Linked DNA regions of Mus musculus: regions 1, 2 and 4 are each linked to region 3. A link is a contact called in public Hi-C, HiChIP or PLAC-seq and promoter capture Hi-C data. All regions are on one chromosome and are shown on one strand. Each heading gives the region's core, a stretch centred on a gene start, on an enhancer-like site or on the middle of the called end of the contact. The rest is flanking DNA. Distances are from core to core; before and after follow the strand shown. Region 1 holds the start of A730043L09Rik (RIKEN cDNA A730043L09 gene). Region 2 overlaps Gm34322 (a long non-coding RNA gene). Region 3 holds the start of Rplp1 (ribosomal protein, large, P1). Region 4 has its middle 17 kb from the start of Spesp1.

The links. Promoter capture Hi-C pulls out the DNA fragments that hold promoters and counts their contacts. A called contact is a pair of places that touch in the nucleus more often than the background predicts. HiChIP or PLAC-seq counts read pairs in DNA pulled down with a chosen protein or histone mark.
Region 1: a promoter capture Hi-C map of neutrophils shows a contact between it and region 3, with 2.9 times the contacts expected there. The contact joins the promoter of A730043L09Rik here to the promoter of Rplp1 in region 3. A contact is called at or near these places in 8 of 39 promoter capture datasets (cranial neural crest, hippocampal neurons, liver and 4 more), 2 of 15 datasets of contacts at CTCF or cohesin (embryonic stem cells and pro-B cells), 24 of 484 Hi-C or Micro-C datasets (B cells, the BV-2 cell line, CD4 T cells and 15 more), 15 of 115 datasets of contacts at active chromatin or transcription factors (the 230-238 cell line, DN3 thymocytes, acute myeloid leukemia and 8 more) and 3 of 9 other capture datasets (embryonic stem cells, macrophages and pancreatic islet).
Region 2: a contact with region 3 is called in an H3K4me3 HiChIP or PLAC-seq map of the 230-238 cell line, with 2.8 times the contacts expected there. The contact joins the enhancer-like site here to the promoter of Rplp1 in region 3. A contact is called at or near these places in 1 of 39 promoter capture datasets (neutrophils), 1 of 15 datasets of contacts at CTCF or cohesin (large pre-B cells), 2 of 484 Hi-C or Micro-C datasets (bone marrow-derived macrophages and embryonic stem cells), 7 of 115 datasets of contacts at active chromatin or transcription factors (the 230-238 cell line, the SCID.adh cell line, embryonic basal ganglia and 3 more) and 2 of 9 other capture datasets (liver and macrophages).
Region 4: a Hi-C map of the G1E-ER4 cell line shows a contact between it and region 3, with 3 times the contacts expected there. The contact joins the enhancer-like site here to the promoter of Rplp1 in region 3. A contact is called at or near these places in 1 of 39 promoter capture datasets (liver), 1 of 15 datasets of contacts at CTCF or cohesin (the NIH/3T3 cell line), 2 of 484 Hi-C or Micro-C datasets (both in the G1E-ER4 cell line) and 2 of 115 datasets of contacts at active chromatin or transcription factors (embryonic stem cells and stem cell-derived neural progenitor cells).

What each region holds. Positions count from the first base shown.
Region 1 is chr9:62,242,710-62,246,780 of GRCm38.p6, forward strand. A730043L09Rik (RIKEN cDNA A730043L09 gene) reads right to left here and starts at 1,391. Exons shown (of 3, transcript NR_040769.1): 1 at 1,235-1,391; 2 at 979-1,092; 3 at 1-820.
Region 2 is chr9:61,447,625-61,451,417 of GRCm38.p6, forward strand. The region is part of intron 2 of Gm34322 (a long non-coding RNA gene); the gene reads left to right. Among named protein-coding and RNA genes, the nearest start is that of Gm34322, 6.8 kb to the left of the region's middle. Within about 2 kb of position 2,062, at least 22 of the 459 cell types and tissues checked have an H3K27ac peak or open chromatin away from gene starts, as enhancers often do. A contact at or near this core is called in the 230-238 cell line, where this site is marked.
Region 3 is chr9:61,912,714-61,916,606 of GRCm38.p6, forward strand. Rplp1 (ribosomal protein, large, P1) reads right to left here and starts at 1,797. Exons shown (of 3, transcript NM_018853.3): 1 at 1,644-1,797; 2 at 1,175-1,249; 3 at 570-808. The coding sequence starts at 1,715. The coding sequence ends at 611.
Region 4 is chr9:62,263,611-62,267,309 of GRCm38.p6, forward strand. No RefSeq gene overlaps it. Among named protein-coding and RNA genes, the nearest start is that of Spesp1, 17 kb to the right of the region's middle. Within about 2 kb of position 1,846, at least 18 of the 459 cell types and tissues checked have an H3K27ac peak or open chromatin away from gene starts, as enhancers often do. A contact at or near this core is called in the G1E-ER4 cell line, where this site is marked.

The sequences.
Region 1 (4,071 bases), core at 141-2,640, 330 kb after region 3:
CACAGAGGCATATAGGCAGACGCACTGGAGAAGTAGCTGAGAGTTCTACACCTGGATCCACAGGCAGCAGGAAGAGAGAGTGTGACTGAGCCTGGCTTGAGCATCTGAAACCTCAAAGCCCACCCCCAGTGACACACTTCCTCCAGCAAGGCCATATCTACTTTAATAAGGCTACATCTCCTAACAGTGGCACTCCCTCTGAGCCTATGGGAGCCATTTTCATTCAAACCACCACAATGTGTGTAACAAGAGTGTGTGTGGTGCTGCCCACAGAGGCCAGGAGAGACCATAGGATCCCCTGGAACTGGAGTCACAGGCTTTGTGAACCACCAGCTATGGGTACCAAGAACCAAACCCTGGTCCTCTGGAAGAACAGCCGTGCTCATGACTGCTGAGCATGTCTCCAGCATGTGCCCAGGATAAGGAGCTCAGGTGAAAGCAGAGGGTGGGGAGATAGGGTACCCTTGGCAGCTACCTGGGACAGTTCCTAAAGATGGCGCTTTAATATCTGAACTGGAGCCAGACTGTTGGATGCTCACTGCATCCCTGTGATTGGGGGCCACGGGAGAAGGAAACCCTGAGTAGGGTATGGTCACCGGGCTGGGCCCCCCCCCCATGGGTGAGAGAATCATGTAGGAGTGGGAAAGAGGGGGACGGAGAAAAGGGAAAGGGGGGAGGGCATGTGGAGGTCAGAGAACAGTCCTAAGCAGCTGGTTCTCTCTTTCCACCATCTGGGTCCTGGAGTGGCACTCTGGTCGTCAGTGTTGGTGGCGAGTACCTTCATCTGCTGAGCCATCTCTCTGGCCCGTCATTTATTTTTCTGTCACGTGAACAGGCATGTCAGATAGTCTTTTTTAAACATAATGTTCTATTGGGGTTTCTTTTTTTAAAAAAATATACCTTTTGCCACAAAAACATCAATTTTTTTTTTTTTTTTGAGGAAGGATCTCATGTAGCCCACTCTGACCTTGAACTCACCACGGCGCTGAGACTGGCCTTCCATTTCTGATTCTTCTGCCTTCATATCCACACGTGCTGGATTACAGGCGTGGGCTTCGACGTCTGCACCCGACACACATCGATTTGTTCACTCTGTGGATGGTAAAGTGATGGCTCAGAGAGGCACATCTCCAAGCACAGCACAGCAGAAACTATGTCAGTCCAGTGACCCGACTGCTGACCAGGTGTTTGCACAGGGACAATCTCTGCTGCTGTCCCTAACACCGCCCCCCACCTTTTCAGTCTTGTCTGCCAGGCTAGTGACACTTCTCAGTAAAGCTTGTGTGACCTCTCCTCCCATCAGTGTCCTCTGGCTCCCAGCGCATTAACAAACGGCACTTGTGCACCTAACGGTTGGTTTTGCTAATGCCTGCTGTCTCTCAGAGCAGAATGGCTCTGGCAGCGTCACTCCGCCCGCTGTGTTTGCACTCCTGGTCTCCAGATCCCAGCTGACAACTTGATGTGCTGCACTCCTTTCCAGAGCTCGTACGTTTCAGTACTCCCGTGCTCCAGTGACACTCTCAGCCAGCTTAGGCCTGTCCACCTCACGCGTGCTAGGTCTCCGGCACCACAGGTCAGACCCTGGGAAGTTCACAGCTTACAGAGAAGAAGGACAGATACCCACAGATGGTCAGAGACTGAGCCTGGAGGTGCTGCCTGAAGCAGAGAGTCTGTAACAGGGTGCGTCCTCCAGGCCCTCTTTCATTCCATTTAAACCCTTTAGGAACGATCCTGCCTCCGGGTGAAGTGAAGTGAAGCCTCCGGAGATTCCCTGGTTCTACAGCGCCCTCTTGTGGACAACTGGAGTCTGCCTATAGAGAAAGCAAAGGGCACTTTCGATTAGTCATGGGGGACAGAAGGACACTCAATTCTTCCGACCAAGTTCTTTCACCTATGACCAGTGTCTTAGCTCCTTTCCGGGTTAGTTGTATGTCAACTTGACACAGACTTCATTCATCTGGGAAGAGAGACTTGCACTAGCAAAGTGCCCTGTGATATTAGCCTATACATAATCCTATGGGGCATTTTCTTGATTAATGATTAATGTGGGAGGACCCAGCCCTCTGTGGGTTATGCCGCCCCTGGGCTAGAGGTCCTGGATTGTATTAAAAATAATGGGCTGAGCAGGCTGTGGGGAGCAAGCCAGAAAGCAGCCCTCCTCCACAGGCTGTGCTTCAGTCCCTGCCTCTTGTCCCTGCCCTGACTTCCTTTGGTGACTGACACACTACAATGTAGAACTGTAAGATGAAATAAACCCTTTCCCTCCCAAAGTGCTTTATTACAGCAACAGGCGCATAACTAGATGGTTGTTTTCCAGTTCGTTGATAGAAAAGACCCTGGCAAAGACAACTTGAAGAAGGATGGGTTTATTCTGACTCCCAGTTTGAGGTCCAGCCCATCACAGCAGGGGAGAAAATTCCCATAGGGGGGAACCTGAAGCAGAGGCTCAAACTGAATATTCAGTCCAAGAGCAGAGTGCACCTGCAGCTTTCGGGGAGTCTCCTGACTCCATCTCTTGTCTTGCCCTAAGGCAACTGGGATTACAGACATGTGCTATCATGTCTGCCTTTGTGTGGGCTCTAGGGGGTCCAAATTTGGAACCTCATACACATGTGGCAAGTGCTTTTACCCACTGTCCCACCTTCGATTACTGGAGACTGTGGGGAAGGCCCTAGCACCAGGCCTGGCCCCAGCTCCAACAGGCGAAGCTTCGTGCGAGTGAGCCCCTCTTTTCCAACCACCTTCACTGGAACAACCAGGGCATGTGATTAGCCTCGGTCCCAGTGGAAAAGACTGACGAGGAGAGGTTGTCAGGGTGGCTACGTCCCAGGTGGCTGGATTCTTAGGTATGTAAACCAGATGACTGGATGCAGAAAGGTATTGTCTGCATCTCGCTTCTCAGAAGATCAATGAGGCATGGGTAAAAGGAGGGCAAGGGACCAAGATAGACAGACAGACAGACACACGTGCACACACAGAGGAGGAAAACATCATAGATGCACATCACAGAGCTGTCTGAACTTTGGCTATAAAATTAGTATCACAGCTTGGCTGCTTGGCCCGTATTTCTGTATTTCTTGTTGCAACCTTGGACTCAGCCTCACTGCCCCCTGCAGGCTGCAGGGCTTTACCTCATTCCAGTAAGACTACCCCTACCAAGGCCCATGATAGATAGAGTCCTTCTTCTCGTTTTTAGCAGGGCTGGAATCAAAATGCCCTCTAAGCAAGCACTCTTATCATGCCCGGCTCCGACAGCTCAGTCCTGGAGAGCGAGCTACAGGTAGATAATACAAGCATCTGTATCCTATCAGGGAGGAAACAGGAAGAGCAGGAAGTACATGCCCTGCACCTATTGTCCTCTAAGGACAAAATACAGATTCCAGCTCAGGGTGAATGAAGCTCAAACTAGAGAAATTGGAAATTGAAAACCACCGAACCTCAAGGTTTCATAATTAAAGTTAAGATCAGAGGCTACGCGCTTCAGCTGTGATTAATGAGAAATCTCAGAAGAAGGTTCAATGTAATAAAGCTGTTGGCTCAAGCGGCTTGGGGAGAGCGAAGCTCTGCGTCTGCTTTACCCTGTGTTTATTCAGATCAGGGAGAAGCGGGCTGCGAGTATTCGTATGCCGGCAGCTAGGCATTTTAAATTACATCGAGCCTTTGCTTCTGGCTCGCTGTTACAAAATGGGGTTTCTAATGGATTCATATACGTAGACGCACACAGAGCAAAGCCAGCACCCTGCAAATATTTGCCGTGGTTGTTATTTACCAGAAAGGGCAGAGCTTCTTTGCAATATCCTAAGGTTTATCTCTCAAAGACTGCTGGCTGGAGTTTAAGCCTTTGGATGTTTGTTATTGAAAATGACATCTGTTTAACTGTTTCTTGTGAGAAATTGTGTCTGTTTACTTGAACTTATAAGCTGTGTTTATCAAAGGAATTTGAATCCACTCATGACAATCTTGAGATTAATTAAAAAGCCACACAGAGTCTGTTTCCAATGAACTCTACCAGTCTAAACACCCACACCAGCTCTCTTCCAAATGCTCTCAAGAATATCAAAGCAGGGCTGG
Region 2 (3,793 bases), core at 812-3,311, 460 kb before region 3:
ACTCAGTTAGGCAAGGCAGGGTGCTGGTCGTTGTCCCGTGTGGCCTTGGGTGAATGCCGCCATGTCCCCAAGAATGAAATGAGGACTTGGACTCCTTGGCTTCTTCACCTCGCTTTTGTAACCATCCTTGCAGGAATGTAGATTCTGAAGAAACACATGTGCTCCCTCCCTTTGACTGTCAGACTGTTAAACAATGGAACTCAAGACACTGGAATTTCCCTGGGACTCTCATGCTGGGAGAAGAAAAAGAACATTGGGTCCCTGGTGCCAGAAAGACACAGCTTGTTTCCCAGAAAGTGATCTCACAGAATTCTAATAATTTGTCAGACCACCCTGCAAGAGAGAGGAGGACCAGTACAAGGAAGGGACCATACTTTGGTCTATGAGCTATGCACAGCCCCTGCCCTTTATTTAAACCTGAGCCCTCTCTCAAGACCCTTAAGATAGTCATGGTGCTGGTAGAAGGTCACCATGCCCTCTTGTTCTTCTTCTCAAGTGAATCGATCCCTATTTCTGCTTCTGACCATTCCTTGCCCATTTGGATTATTGTAGAGCCTACCTTCGTAGGGCTGCCAGAACCCAGGCTGTCACCCTAATAGATCTGCCAATATTGCCTCTACTAGAAATTCCATAGGAAGAACCCCACCACCCCATGTGGGGGCCTCATATGGATAATGAATCAAGTACTAACTGGAGACAGGACTCTATCTACGGCTGCCCCAGTGTGCCTTCTAGCTCTGTGACACACACCAAAAGCAACTCGCCTACGTCGGACTGGTCACAGTCTTGAGGAAAGCCAGGGTAGGAGCTTGAGGCAGGAACCTGGAGTAAGAGCTGATGCAGACACCACTTACTGGCTTGCTCCCTGTGGCTTACTCAGCCTGATTTCTTATAATACCCCAAGACCATCTTCCCAGGGGCAGCTCCACCCATAGTGGTCTGGACTCCCCCACATCAAACATTAATGATAAAATGTCCCACGGATTTACCTACAGGCCAATCTGAAGGAGACAATTCCTCAGTGGAAGTTCCCTCTCCAAACTAGATATATCTACTTTGGGGCCAGATTCTTATAGGGCGGTGGGCATGAGAAGCAGGCCACTTGAGATTCAAATGCCAGAGCCCAAGGGACTGGTCTTGGCCAAAATCTGTTGAGCAAGCTGCGGTGGGTGGGGGCATTTGGCTTCAGAAATTGATCAGGAGGGCAGGAGGATGGGATGGGGGAGTAAGAGAGTTTGAAGCATGGTTGGCAGCCTGCAAAGACACTGGCCACCAGGAGCAGAGAAAGCAATGACTTTCTAGCAATTTCCTTTTTAAGCCCTCTCTTCTAAGTGAGCTTCTTTTAATTTATTAGGGGAGAGATTTTAAATCATCCTCTCTCTCCCAGCCCACCTCTGTCCTCCACTGCTGAGATTTCCCGGGACTATAAATTTTGTTTTAATGACAGTTTAGAAAATGAGCAAATCTTTGCTGACACTTTTATCACCTCCAGAATACTTTTAATAAGAGGTTTCAGTAGATTGCGTTCCTGGAGGGGGAAGGGAGAGGCCAGTCTGAAGATCTAGCAACCTAGGAAGACTGCTCTCCCAGGCCCAGTCCCAGCTCAGCCACCCAATGCCACCCACTCATGTCCTCCTCACCCCCAGAGGAATCCCCACTAAGCACCCCAGATGCCTCAATGCCAGCTTCAGTCTGTCCACCCACTCATCTGGCAGCCTTAGGCAGATTCACCCCTCCCCATGCCCTTCTACCTCATCTGTAAAAATCTTGCCTATGTGCAAGAGATAATTAGTGCAGACCTATTAATAATGGTTAAGCATAATTAGCCACTGACATCCAGTACCACACCTAGTTCTCAGACCGGCAAATCAGGCCCTTGAACATTTCTCAACCTGAGAACAGAGCCAGCCCCACTGGGCTGGAAAGCACAGGGCCAGCCACCCTATCGATGAAGGCCTGGCAGAGCAAGCCACAGATGTCTTGGTGTGCTCCCTGGTCAGGTGTGGTGAGGGCAGGGGTGGGGTGGCAGGGCTCTGCAGTGCCTGCGGCAAGGTGCTACCTTTTAGAGTTCTCAGCAGAACTAGGGAAGTGAAACATACCAGCCCCAGGGAGGCCAGGAGGAAAAGCCTCAGAGTAGATGGGCTGCAACAGCGGTGCGTGTGTGTGTGTGTGTGTGTGTGTGTGTGTGTGTGTGTGTGTGTGTGTGCTGAGCAGCAACTGAGGCTGGGACAGGAGACTGATTGGAAAGAGTGATGGGACTTGTCACAGTGTCACAGTTATGGACTAAAGAGAGCAAAGCCTGAAACACTCGACCACTTAAGGGATAGCGACAGAAGCTGAGAACTGGCTGGATAGAAGGCAGGCGAGCGTGCATGGAGCATCAAGGCTTGAGAAGGTGGGGCTTGAGGGCTACCACAAGAATGACAACCCTGGGAGGTGTGGATCTGACAGTGGGTAAACCTTTAAAATGGCTACTTTAAAATACAGTGGAGAGACAGACCAATTTCATTTTCTTTGAGAAACACTCAGGTATGGTGGTTTGCTCGGACCAGGGAGGATGGACAGAAGGATTAAGAACCCAAGCTAGGAGCTGGTGAGATGGCTCAGTGGGTAAGAGCACCCAACTGCTCTTCCAAAGGTCTGGAGTTCAAATCCCAGCAACCACATGGTGGCTCACAACCATCTGTAATGAGATCTGACTCCCAGCTACAGTGTACTTACATATAATAAATAAATAAATCTTAAAAAAAAAATAGAACCCAAGCTAGCCTTAGCTGCAAAATGAGATCCTGTCTTAAAAAGCCAAGTGCCAGAGATGTAGCTCAGTGATGCAGTGGCTAACACCCACAATGCCTGGGGTTCAGTCCATCCCAGCCCTGTGAAAAGGATCAGATACATTGTTGAAGGCAGACTTGTTTTTCCTTTCCATATATTATTCCCACTTTATATCCCAATCACAGTCCCTCCTCCCTCCTCTCCTCCCAGTCCCACCCTTACAGATCAATTCACTTCTTCCATTTGTTCTCAGAGAAGGGGAAGCCCCTTCTGGGTACCACACCACCCTGACATCTAGTCCCAGCAGGACTAGGCACATCCTCTCCCACCAAGGCCCAACCAGGCAGTCCAGGTACGGAAAGGGATCCGAAGGAAAGAACAGAGTCAGAGTCAGCCACTGCTCTGATTGTTAGGAGACCCACATGAAGACCAAGCTACACATCTGCTACAAACTTGTAGGGGGTCTAGATCCAGCCTCTACATGCTCTTTGGTTTGTGGTTCAGTCTCTGTGAGCCCCCATGGGCCCAGGCTAGTGGACTCTGTTGGTCTTCTTGTGGTGTCCTTGACCCCTCTGGCTCAGGCAATTCTATTCTCCACTCTTCCACAAGACCCCCTCAAGCTCCTGATGTTTATCTGTGGGTCTCTGCATCCGCCTTCATCCGCTGCTGGATGAAGCTTGTCAGGAGACATTATGCTAGGTTCTGTCTGCAAGCATAGCAGAGTATCATTAATAGTGTTGGGTGTTGGCTCTCTCACATAAGATGGGTCTCAAGTTGAGCTAGTTATTGGTTGGCCATTCCCTCAGTCACTGCTCCATCTTGTATGCAGGACACATTTTGGGTTGAAGGCTTTGTGGGTGGGTTGATGTCCCCCGCCCTCCCCTGGGAATCCTGCCTGGCTACAGGAGGTGGCAACTTCAGTCTCTATATCCCCCTCTGATAAGAATCTCAGCTAGGGTCACCCCCAAAGCTTCCCCTATTCCAGGTCTCAAGCTAGTCCCAGAGATGCCCCCCACCG
Region 3 (3,893 bases), core at 547-3,046:
TTCAATACAACCAAAACCATACATAATAAAACTTATGTTTTGTAGTTCAGGCTGGCTTTGAACCCACTCCCTAGCTTCTTCACTAAGGCAGAGGCAATGGGGTACCTGGCACTGTCAGCCCCAAGTCCTAAACTTTCTACATGAAGTTGTAGTTACACACCAAGCCTTGCTGCGTGACTGAATCCTTTAGGCTGCTGGTTTTACACCAGTGGACTGGTAGGTTCTCTGGCCCTTCTAGATGCTTCTGAGATCCTCAACAACTGTCAAGTTCTTCACACATGAACATCGGGAGACCCAGAGGTTATTTTGTTATTCTTGACAGTAAGAGTTAGCTCTCAGCCTGTCTGTCTGGCACTAAACAGGCTCTCTGAACAGTTGCTTGAAGGGGCTTCCTGGAGACAGACCCACCCATTCTCTACCCAGATCGTCTAGTTCTTTTGACCCAGGTCTTATTTATATAACTCATGGTGGCTTTGGTCAAGACCCTCCTTCCCTGACATTTTTTTGGGACCTGCTACCATCTCTGAAACTCCAAGAGCTTTGTGGCTTACAAGTGAGACCAGTCCACCTACAGGTTCAGCTCTTTATTAGCCAACTTAACAAAAGCAGTTTAGTCAAAAAGACCGAAGCCCATGTCATCTTCAGACTCCTCGGACTCTTCCTTCTTTGCCTCCACTTTCTTCTCCTCAGCTGGGGCGGCGGCAGTGGATGGAGCAGCACCACCAGCAGGCGCAGCTCCAGCTGCTGGAGCGGGCCCACCAGCCCCTACATTGCAGATGAGGCTCCCAATGTTGACATTGGCCAGAGCCTACAACAGAGACATAGAAAAGGCTTTTAGTTTTGTGCTGCAAGATTTAATGATTCAATTAAGCTCTTTTCACCCATGAGACCAAAGCAATGTTCAGGACTACAGGGAATCAATATACAACTGCCACCAGTTGATTGACCCCACTTGCCAGAAATAAAGCTGTTTGTATAAATAGAATGTAGCTATCCACTTTGCATGAATCTCACTGCTTCAAATGCCCAAACTTAAGAGGCAACAAAACTCATTCTCAAGCCATGGACCGTGAAGGCCTGACATAAAAGCCACATCAATAAGTACAAACTAAGATACAAAAATCAAGGCTGGTGGTGGAAATCGTACATTACCAAGTGTAACCCCAAAACTTACCTTGGCAAACAAGCCAGGCCAGAAAGGTTCGACGCTGACACCAGCTGCTTTAATGAGGGCATTGATCTTATCCTCCTGGAACACAAACGCCAACCCGTCAGAACGATCAGAATGCGGCTAAAACTCAGTCACTTATACAGAGTTAAGTTTCGTACTTGGGCTAAAGTCAACCTTAAAAAAGACAAGGCCAGGTTTGAAGGCTCAGCGGGCTGTGGGATTGTCCCGCAGGCCTGACGACCTGAGTTCGAGGCCTAAAACTTAGATAAAAACAGCCCACTCTAAACAGTAGGCCTAACATGCGCGCTCGGGACCGCCATTCACCTGTCTCGGGTTGGGCCGCGCGGGGAGGACAGAGCGCATACGCCTCACAGGCCTCCAAGTCACCGAATGCCTGAGAATGCGAAGTCCGGGCGGAGCCGGGTGTCCGCCGCACAAACACGTGGCCGGCCCGGGGTTATCCCGCACTTACCGTGACCGTCACCTCGTCGTCGTGCAGGATGAGGGCGGAGTAGATGCAAGCGAGCTCGGAGACGGAAGCCATGCTGTAGACTGCCGGCACGGTGCTAGTCGCCGGATGAAGTGAGGGCCTCACCCCAACGCGGCCTTAGCTTCCTCGGAAGGACCGAGCACCTTGGCGGCAGCTGAGGAAAAGATCATATACGCCTGCGCGCAGCTTCTTATGGGACCGCGCCGACCAATCGATGCCCGACTCGAGACGGAAGGGGCAGGGCCAAAACCGAGAGGAGGCGCGTCTGCAGAACGCAGTTCCGGATTTGCGCGTTCGACTTCCGGTGCGATTGGCCTTTGGGGCTTGCGAATATTACAAGTGCTCAACAGTAGAGATTAACAGGCTAAAGGGAGAGAGCTATCGGGGGAGACGTACTGCTTAAACTGACAGGCGCGTTCCCACGGCTTGGGTACACTGAAAAGTCGCTCTCCGCCTCAAGCCTTGCGGATCACGTGGTGGACTTCCCAACCCACCCTCACCCCGGGCGTGCGCGCCGTAGTAACTGTGTCTGTGATGAGGTTGATAAATACCACCCGGGACCCGGAGTTGCATATCAAATGCAATATATCGTGGTTAATGTTTAATTCATTACATTGAAAAAGCACAGAGGGGCGGAAGTTAAGCCATCTTGCAGCTCTCAGGTTTGGCTCCCGCACCCCGAAAAGTGCCAGGAAATCCAGTAACAGGGGCTCTGATCCTGACAGAGGTCAGCAGACACGCTCAAGTACACATAAAAGTAAACACTCTTTAAAGTGTCACGCGAGGTATGGTGAGGAAAAAACCCACAGAAGTAGGAGACCACGTGATAAAATTCGGCAACTAATTATATAGAACCCCTAGAAAACCAGGAGAGTAACTTTGATGCGCAGACATCAAAAGCAAGTATCAATAAACAAACGTTTTCCTTTGCCTCTCTTTTAGTGCATGGTACTTTGTCACAGCAATAGAAACCCCAAGTGCTCATATACACAATTAAATAAAAACACCCCTCAGGTTAGGGTACAGCTCGTGTGTGGTCAGCTTGTGTAGAGGTGACCTTGGTGCTAGAAACTTGCAACTAGAATGTAGTGCATACTAGATTAAGTGGTTTCTTTAAAGTTAATAAAATTCTAATCTCAGGACCACAAAGAAGCTATGAAACAGCAAAAGGAACCTAAGTAGAGCAATATAGTTTTCACAGATAAGAGCCTAAAACGGAGAATTTTCTCCAAGTAATATAGTTCCAATCAAAATTCTGTTCATGATCTCAGTGGAATTTGACATGGCCTTCAGTCTAAACACACACACACACACACACCCTGACAGGGTGTCATGTACCTCAGCTGGCCTTGAACTTGCTATGTGGTTGAAGATTACCTGGAATGTTGGATCTTCCTCCCCTGCCTGGGATTGATTTTAAGTATCCAGGTCATGCTGGGCTAGGGATTAACTCCAGGGCGGGTACACACTAAGCACTCCAGCCACTCAGCTACATCTCAGACCCCCTTAAGCTTACTTTGAGACATGCTCTTTTTTTTTTTTTTTTTTTTTTTTTCTTTCCGAGACAGGGTTTCTCTGTGTAGCCCTGGCTGTCCTGGAATTCACTATGTAGACCAGGCTGGCCTTGAACTCAGAAATCCACCTGCCTCTGCCTCCTAAGTGCTGGGATTAAAGGTGTGCGCCACCACCGCCCAGCTGAAACATACTCTTACTATACATTTCAAGCTGGTCTGAAAGACGTCCAGGCTGGCCTTGAATTTGTGGTAAATCCTTGTCTGAGCCTGCTGAGTGCTGGAATTAGAGGCTTACACTACCGCACCTAGCCCTAGGTGTCACTGGCAATGCAAATAGATTTGCAGGCTACAACAGAGAGCCCATGGGCACACCCTCATGCTACTGAGAATTCGATAATGTCAGCAGAGGTCCAGGGAGAGTAGAATGGGTGCTTCAAACCAAAGAACAGGCATGGATCTGGTGGTTGAAGTACTCTGCACACTGAGGCTCTGGAATCGGTTGTCCCTACCATCACAAATAAAGGTGCCATAAAATAGAAACGACATGGGCAGGGAGATACAAAGTTTCAAGTTGCAGAGGATATGTAAAGTCCCACACACCCAAAATCTTAGTTTTATTGCAAGGACTCTTGTATCCTGAGAAACCAAACCCACGTCTTACTCATTAAATCAGTGAGATCCTACATGGAATCTATCGTTCATATAAGGTAACTCTGAC
Region 4 (3,699 bases), core at 596-3,095, 350 kb after region 3:
GCAGTCCATCGGAGCTACACAGTAAGACCCCCGTCTCAAGAAAAATAAGCAAACAAACAAATGAATAAATAAATACTTATTGTTTAGCCTGGATGGTGGCCAGTGCCTGTAGTACCAGCTACTCAGGAGGCTGCTAAGGAAGGTCACTGGAGCACATGGGCTTTTGCCTTTCCCCGACAGGGAGGTGCTCTCATGGTGCAGGCTGCATGAACCCATTGGTGTTTGACAGAGAGCAGCAGTAGACAGGGAGGGGCAGCTGTAGGTGTGGCCCTCTATTGTTACAGCTGGCCCCGTCCCCAGCCCTGGGCACTAGAGTCTACACAGCATCTGGAAGTCGGGATCCCTCCCTCTGTCCTTGACAGTGGCTGTCATTAGTTCTGAGCCTCGAGTATAAAGCATTTCCCGGTCCTTAATGGCAGCCAATGCCACAGCTCTCAGGCCTAGGATGCCCAAGGACCCTTAAGACTTGAAAGATATTGGAAAGCTCCCTTGAAAGCTCCCAGCCACTAGAGTGTGCAATCTTTCTCTGGCTCTTCAAGGTCTTCTATTCTTTTCTAGTTCCAGCTCTGCACCCTTTCTTACCTTGTCTTGTTAAAAAATACTTGTGTGTCGGTAGTAGCACATATGTGCCTTTAATCCCAGCACTGTGGAGGCAGAGGCAGGCAGATATCTGTGACTTTGAGGCTAGCCTGCTCTACAGAGAGAGTCCCAGGACAACCATGGCTACACAGAGGAATCCTGTCTCAAGAAGAAATTAAAACTCACAAGCCCCCAAAACCCTCACTTAGTTGACAGTTGTAAGTACTTTGTATTTTGCTTTATAACACACACTAGGGATAACGGTCACTTCGGATTCAGACATGTTGATGTAGAAACAGTGGAATGTGTTCTATAAGGGGGGGGGGGAAGTACATTAATAAACATGCTTAGCTTTTGTTAGCACTTCCTTCATAAACTAAAGGTTGTTTTCCAAATTCCTTTCTACATTATCTCAAAGTAACTGTTCCAAGAAACACATTGTTAAGACCAAAGAATTCAGATTTAATTAATCAGATATTTTAATGCCAACAAAGAAAAATAAATGCTGTACAAAAATAACTTTCTCTGGGCTGAGGGTTAGAGACTTTTTGTCAACATCTGTTTTTTTTTTTTTTTTTTTGGTTTTGGTTTTTCGAGACAGGGTTTCTCTGTGTAGCCTTGGCTGTCCTGGAACTCACTTTGTAGACCAGGCTGACCTTGAACTCAGAAATCTGCCTGCCTCTGCCTCCCAAGTGCTGGGATTAAAGGCGTGCGCCACCACGCCCAGCCGTCAGCATCTTTTCAATCAAACTTGGTGAGTTAAAATTATTAGTTTTTCTTATTATGTGAAATCAAGTAAACCAATTGTCTTAGTTAGGGTTTTACTGCTGTGAACAGACACCATGACCAAGGCAAGTCTTATAAAAACAACATTTAATTGGGGCTAGCTTACAGGTTCAGAGGTTCAGTCCATTATCATCAAGGTGGGAGCATGGCAGCATCCAGGCTGTCATGGCACAGGCAGAGCTGAGAGTTCTATGTCTTCATCCAAAGGCTGCTAGTGGAAGACTGACTTCCAAGCAACTGGGGTGAGAGTCTTAAGCCCACACCCACAGTGACACACCTACTACAACCAGTCACACCTATTCCAACAAGGCCACGCCTCCGAATGGTGCCACTCCCTGGTCCAAGAATATACAAACCATCACACCAATGTACCCCACAACAACAGAAATGTGAATCAGATGAAGCGGTGCGTCCGTCAGTCAGCTTTGCGTTATCTCCATGGCAATAGCGCCCTGACCCTGTAGGAGAGCTACTGCTCCTTGGCTGCAGTGTTCACTCCCTTGCCACTTCCTGTCTGTAGCCTGCAGGTTTGCTCTGATAAGGACCACTCTTGCTTGGCACTCCCAGATGCCCCCAAGAGCTTGGAGCTGTAACACTGCAGAGCTGTGACAGTTCTCAGCAGGCACGAAGCGTCCCACACTCTTTGTTTGCTCTAAATCCTGTGTCATTCTTTACCCCCTTTAAGGTTGTTGATCCCAAACGGACAATAAAATACTTCCTGTCTGTGCACTTAGCTCTCTTAGCTCCAATCTTGGAGGTGGTGACCCGGGCCTTTCCTCTGTGCTATCGAGCCTCCTAACCGTCATCCCCACAAACATACTTTAACCCACTCCCAGTAAATGCCCACCCCCTTTTCTGCACAGATACTCACCACCATGCCCAGTTTTATGGAGCTGGAAACTGAACCCAGAACTCTGTGTGCTATGCTAGCGCTTTTCAAGCTGTGCTGTCTTCATGAACTGCCCCACCTCCTTTTTCTTTTGTTCTTTTTTCTCTTTTTTCTTTCCTGACAAACCTACAAGCGCGCCTCATCCAAATCCTCGCTTTCTCCTTCCTCCCTTTGTGCTCCATCCTCCCTGACCATCTCCATCCTCCTGTTCTCCTGGCTCCTTGCCTCCTGCTGACAGTGGCTTCCCTAATTAATAAAGAAGCTGACATTTTCTCCAAGTCTTGCTTTCAGCTGTAGCTGTCACCTCTCTGTCTCTGATCTCAGTTGCTGAGAATTTCAAAAGCTGTCTTGACAGGTTTGTTTCTAGATCCCTTGGCTCAGTGGGGCTTCCTCCCCAACTCCATCCAAGACATTTTTGGACCCATACAAAAATCTTAGCTTTAATGTTTGCCTTCAGGGGTACAAGTATCAGTTTCTCCACCTTTCCTTTTAAGAGATTCTAATTTGTATGTGTCTGACACCTTTGCCTGAAGAAGGTGTCAGATCCCCAGAGTTAGAGTTACAGTTGATTGTGAACCATCCAATATGGGTGTTGGGCCATCTCTCCAGCCTCTCTTTCTTTAAACACTTTAAGTGTGTGTGTGTGTGTGTGTGTGTGTGTGTGTGTGTGTGTGTGTGTGTGTGTGTTGGAACATTCCACAAACAGGTGTGTGGAGGTCAGAGGACAGCCTCAGGTGGCAGTCTCACCTTATATCTTGATAAGGCTCTCTTTCCTGGTGCTTCCTTTGTTAAGATGGCTGGCCAGAAGTCTCCTGGGATTTTTCCTGTCCCTTATCTCATCATAAGAGTGCTGGGACTGTAGGCACATGGCACTGTGTGCCTAGCTGGGTTGCAGGCACATGCGAACATGTCTAGCTTTTCAGGGTTTCTGGGGATCTGCCTCAGGTCTTCACGCCTCTGAGTCCCACTGAGATGTCTCCTTAGCCCCTCCTCACACTTCTCCATTGCCTTGTGTTGAATGACACGGTCCTGCTTCTGTGACTACTGTCCCAAATACTCTGAAGTTCTAACCAAGTCTCTACCCTTCCAGAAGAACGTCTTTTCCTCAATGGCTCAAATTTCTGATATCATGCAAATGGCTTAAAACTCTCACCTGTAGCTATTTCTCAAGCACCACACAATATATGTAACTGGGATACACCTCATAAACATTTTAAACGTAATACTTCCAGGCTGGCATGCAGCTCAGTTGGTAGAATACTTGCCTAGCGTGCACAGAGCCTGAAGTTCCAACCTCACCACCACATAAACCTCATCCTGGTGGCACACTTGTAATCCCAGAACGTGGGAGGAAGAGGAGACAGGAAGATCAGAAATTCAAGGTCATCTTTGGGTTGTATAACAAGCTCAAAGTCTTAAATATAAATCTGTAGTTGTAATAAATG